Linked DNA regions of Mus musculus: region 2 is linked to region 1. Evidence: chromatin contacts called from public Hi-C data. All regions are on one chromosome and are shown on one strand. Each heading gives the region's core, a stretch centred on a gene start, on an enhancer-like site or on the middle of the called end of the contact. The rest is flanking DNA. Distances are from core to core; before and after follow the strand shown. Region 1 has its middle 8.5 kb from the start of Ncoa5. Region 2 overlaps Cdh22 (cadherin 22).

Evidence for each region. Hi-C and Micro-C count contacts between places; a contact is called where the count stands out from the background.
Region 2: a Hi-C map of the N1E-115 cell line shows a contact between it and region 1, with 1.8 times the contacts expected there. The contact joins two enhancer-like sites. A contact is called at or near these places in 1 of 484 Hi-C or Micro-C datasets (the N1E-115 cell line), 1 of 115 datasets of contacts at active chromatin or transcription factors (embryonic stem cells) and 2 of 9 other capture datasets (liver and pancreatic islet).

The regions. Positions count from the first base shown.
Region 1 is chr2:165,041,952-165,044,509 of GRCm38.p6, reverse strand. No RefSeq gene overlaps it. Among named protein-coding and RNA genes, the nearest start is that of Ncoa5, 8.5 kb to the right of the region's middle. Within about 2 kb of position 1,274, at least 63 of the 459 cell types and tissues checked have an H3K27ac peak or open chromatin away from gene starts, as enhancers often do. A contact at or near this core is called in the N1E-115 cell line, where this site is marked.
Region 2 is chr2:165,194,524-165,197,081 of GRCm38.p6, reverse strand. All of the region lies in intron 1 of Cdh22 (cadherin 22), which reads left to right. Among named protein-coding and RNA genes, the nearest start is that of Gm36803, 14 kb to the left of the region's middle. Within about 2 kb of position 1,266, at least 49 of the 459 cell types and tissues checked have an H3K27ac peak or open chromatin away from gene starts, as enhancers often do. A contact at or near this core is called in the N1E-115 cell line, where this site is marked.

The DNA of each region.
Region 1 (2,558 bases), core at 25-2,524:
CCTCTGACCCTCGAGTGAGTTCAAAACCACAGTGCTACCGTGTGGCCCCACCCTAACCTCTGTTTCTCCTCTGTGAAGAGAGAGAGAGAACACTGCACAGTTATCGGACAGGCTGGATTGCGTACTTTTATCATCATAGTATCTAGCACAAATGGTATAAACCATTGATGATAAACATCCATTTCAGGGGATTCAGATAGCTCCCCCATGGTCCTGGGCACAGAATGTTCTCATATCCATGTCAGAAGACTGTATCAAGCTCTCTAGGGTCCAGGGTTATTGAAGCCTTAGGGTTTCTGTAGTCTTGGGGGTTGAATATTCCTAGGTATACTAGTGCTTTGGCCCATCTGTGATGGCAGACACATTCCACATCTGTGCCATCCAATATGGACATTTGAATGTGAACATTACAATTAAGCAAATGGATGTCTTTGTACTTACTTTGTGCCTGTGTGTGTGCGTGCATGCATGATGTGTGTGTGTGTGTGTGTGTGTGTGTGTGTGTGTGTTTGAGCACACATGTGTGCATGCATCTCCCCATATATAGAGGACAGAGGACAGCTTTTGATGTCACCCTCAGGAAACCAATCTACCTCCCTTAGGACAGGGTCTCTCCCTGGCCTGGAGCTCACTAATTGGGCCAGGCTGGCTGGTCAGTGAGCCCCAGACACTGGCCTGACTGCCTCCCCAGCCCAGGACTCCAAGTATGTGCCACCACCACCAGCTTTTTCACGTGTGTTTTGGGGGCTGAACTAAGGCTCTTGAACATTTAAGGCAAGTGCTTTACCAATGGGAGCATCCCAGGTAGCCCAGTCCTTGCTTTAATAAGGGTAAGCAGCCACAGATATCTAGCAGGTACCACCTTATGTAACAGCTCCAGGCAAGTTGGGCAGTGGTGGGCAAACTCCTTAGCTCTTTCTTCCCCTGCTCCCTCCCTCCCTCTCTTCTTTCAGCCAGAGCTATTCATTCCCTGCTCTGGAGAGCTCTGCCTCTCTCTCTCTCTCTCTCTCTCTCTCTCTCTCTCTCTCTCTCTCCTTTGTATGTGACAGGTTCCGCGGAAGGAAGCAGTCGGGACTGTGACAAGCGCTGTATTTTCATATACTCGGCAAGGTGAGACAAGCGCCCCGGTGACCTCTGAACTGAAAGAGAAGATGAATGGCGCTATAAATACGGCTGAATAGAGAATTGCTTCCAGACGGTCCCATTGTTCAGCTTCCTGGTAGTAGTCATTCACGCTGAGATAATTCCCAGCTCCTCAGATCCTCTATCGTTATAAAACATCACATTACCTCATCTTCATCTCATTACACTCACGGGTCACAAGACGACTTTCATCTCGTGTAGCTCATCACTAACTGTTGTGAAACAGAGCCGTTTCTTTCTGTTTCAGCGGGAGCCCAACAGAGAACTGCTTCCTTGTGAGCTCTTTTATCTCCTGCTTCTTACTTTTGACTCTTCTGTCTAAACAATGGGGGCTAATGGAGTTCTCCTTATGATAGTGTGTATTTCTCACCTGCTCGCATGTGACTCCACAACAGGAATGAGAAAAGTAGTTATTTCTTTCCATATCATCTAATCCTGAGGGATGACACAGCCACACTTGCTGCAGCCATACACATGGCCAACCATCAACTCACCCAGGCTACGTTTCCATGGTATTCCCATTTAAAAAAAAAAAAAAAAAAAAAGCCACAAGGTACAGTAGAACAAGAGGGCTTTGAAGTCTCAATGACATGAGTTCAAATCCTGACTATTAACAATGTTGCACCATAAGAGGGAGCAGAATGAATTCACATCTTTTGAGTCTCAGTTTACCCATCTGTAAAATGGAAGGAAGAATCACTGTTTTTATATGGGACATATTGATAGCAAAGATCCCACCACAAGCAAACTGCCTTATGCCCTTGGGTAATTATCTGCTCCTCTGAGACACAGTATTCTCATCCAGAAACTGGGAGAGCAATATCTGTGTTTCATGTAGTTAAAGAGTATGTATACAGTGCTCGGCAAAGTTCCTGTCTCAAAGAGCACCCTCAGTCTCTCATCTACCCCAAGAGAGGTCACCATTGGTGACTAGCTTTGTTTCTAAGTGTTAGTGTGCTTGCGACCTCCTCGGGCTGTCTGGAGAAGTCAAAAACTTTCCAAGGAAGAAGGCATTGTGGGAATGTGACAGCCAGCTCTAACCTGTTTTTGCCTGCCCAGAAATGAACTGCTCTATTCCAGTCACTAGAGCTCAGACCTGAGAGATAATTCACACAGGTCCCTGTGACGACTAGAGAGACTTTCTGTGGAGGCAGGCATCCATCCCTTACGGCCATTGACCTTTTGCTCTGGAATGCTGAGGAGATCTCAGTAGCCTGCAGGTGAGATGAGAAAGGGATAGTGGGCCCTGAGGTGTTAATAGCTACCATTGCTTCTGTAAAACCTGCTTCTCGCTGTAGAGAAGGGATGGAACGGTCTTTTATTAATATATAGAGGGGAAGAAAGAAAGAAGTGGGGAAAGAAAAATGGATTTTCCTGCCCAGCTGGGAATTCCATGGGTCATTGTAACACATGCC
Region 2 (2,558 bases), core at 17-2,516, 150 kb before region 1:
TGTAGGGCATGTGGCCATGGAGCCCCAGGGTAGAAGTGTGGCTCAAACATTAGACTGTATGTTCTTGGGTAAGTCATTTGACTTCTATGCTTCATATCCACGGCTACAGGAGCAGGGACTTCCTCATGGTGCTCTGTGAGAATGAAGTGGTTTATCAGTGTAAGATACTCAGAGCCACGGTGTCAAGCCAGTGGATGGCAGTCAGTGGATGGTGGCCTTTTGGGTGCTCTGCATTGGCAGATCTAAGCCCACTGTCACCTACCTCATCCTGAGCCTCTCCGTCAGGAAAGTGAGAGCAGTGATAGGTTTCCAATTCTGATCCTCTGAGATGCAGTGAAGCAAGGGTGGGGGTGGGGTCAAGGCAATGTATAAGGAGAGCAAAGACGGGGGAAGCCCCCAGAACGGGATGGAGAAAACCTGGGTTGAACAAGGCAGTTTGAAGCCAGAAAGCAGAGGACCTTAAATGACGCAGTGGTGTCTTCGAGGGACAGCCAGGCCTGGTCTATTATTAGGTGACTGCTAAGGGAGTGATCTCCTGGTGGCTGAAGGAATATAAGCAGGCGCTGAGATCTGCAATGACCGCCCTGGCCCAAGACTGCAATAACAGGTTCTAGAAAGAGACTGGTCCCCTGGTGCAACTCCAGACCCACAAACAACTGTGTCTCTAAATTGATGAAACAGACCAACCCCGAGATGACCGAACGTATCTTGGGGACAAGCACCTAGCCACCTGTGCCGGTATCGAACAGGAAGAAGTGACATACTGACTGGTACAATGGATCCGTGTTGGCATCTGTGCAGTAGTGACAGGAAGACTGGGTGTGTGAGACACAAGTTCTCACTGTGGCTAGTGTTGCTGTTATCACGACTTCAAGTTTCTAGAAGCCCCACACTCCTGGCCTTTCCTCTCCCCGCTGAGTAGGCGGTGGCCAGGCTAGCTGAAGCCTGGGGCTGCCAAAGGCTCCAGCCTGCAGCCTCCCCAAGGAGCCTGCCATGGTTACCAGCTGCCGGCAAGGAAGGGCCATAAATCCTGAGCGGGCTGGGGGAGGGGGAGCCACGTGGGGGGCGGGAAGGGGGGCAGCTAAGTGGAATTGAATCTTGTTTAAGGAGGAGACCCACGCCTCCCCGGGCCTGTAATTTACTGCGAGGTTGACAAGATGAAAGCGGAATGTTCAGTGGTATAATCGCCCGGACCTCAGGGAGCTGCGGGAGATGAGCCGCGAGGCCAGCGGTGGCGGCCTGGCTTTGAGAGAGATCTGGGGCGCTGATCCCGCTGTGAGCACAGCAGGCGGCAGACCCGGGGCTCCCTCCTCTGCGGATGGCAGGGCCTGGCTGGTTAAGCCCCAGCTCAGGCGGCATCCTGCTTGCTGTCATCTCTAGAGCTGAGGTCAGGTCCCGAGTCTGTGGTAGATTTGATTCAGTGGAACGCGCCACCCAGGACGCCTGTGTCTCGCAGCTGCAGACAGTTGGCGCGGAGGCCTTAATGGGGAAGAGCCCTAGCCACAGTGAGCATCCGGCCCCAGGCCATTGGTGGGCTGGGCAATCCAGTGTCTGGTGGGTTCAAAAGCCAAGCCTGGCTTGGCATAAGATCCTCCCAGGGGCCTCCATGGAGCCTGCTGCTATCAACTAGCACACAGAACTCAACCTCAGGGCCCCTGTCCAGGCAGCGGGCCCGTCACCTTCCATCCCTGGTGCATGTGTGCGCATGCTCCGTGTTTGGAGAAGGGGGCGGATTAGGTCTGAGAACCGTTTACAGGCGAGGGGACTCTTTCCAAAGAGAAAGAGATATGATGGTAGCCACGGAAGTTTGTGAGTTTGTGACTGTCAGCTGTCTCATCCAGCTTCGCCACACTGCAGAAGGGGGAGAGTGAGGCCCAGAGGGTTAGGGGTAGAGTCCAAGCTGGGTCAGAGTAAAGGTCTGGGGAGCTCTGTTTCAGGAGCTGTCCCCACACTAGGCTAGTGGGCACAGCCCATCATCCCGTGCCCTAGTAGCTGGAGACTGAAGCCTGTCAAACACTGTGCCAGTTCCCAAGGCCATAACAGTAAATTAAGCGAGGTGACTCTTGCCTGCGAAACCAGTACTCGGGAGGCAGAGGCAACAGGATCAGAGGTTCAAAGTCATTTTTTTTTCTGTATTGTGAGTTTGAGACCAGTCTGGACTACTGAGATCCCATCTCAAAAAACTAAACAAAGTAGGGCCCATGAGATGACTCAGTAAAGCGCTTTCCACACAACTCTGAGGACCTGAGTTTGTGTCCCCAGCACCCAGGAAACGCTGGGCACAGGGGTGTGTGTCTGTCATCCCAGAACTGAGAAAGCAGAGACAGGAAGATCTCTGGGGCTTAACGGCCAGGCAGTCCAGTCTATCTGCAGTCTCCAGTTCTACTGAGAGACCCTGTCTCAAAGGAATTAAGTAGAGGGGCTGGAGCAATGGCTCAGCCGTTAGGAGCACTGGCTGCTCTTGCAGAGAACCCGGGCTGAGTTCCCAGGACCCACAGGGTAGCATAGCCTTCTGTGAGTCCAGTTCTATGAGAGCCAATGCTCTCTCCTGTCCTCCA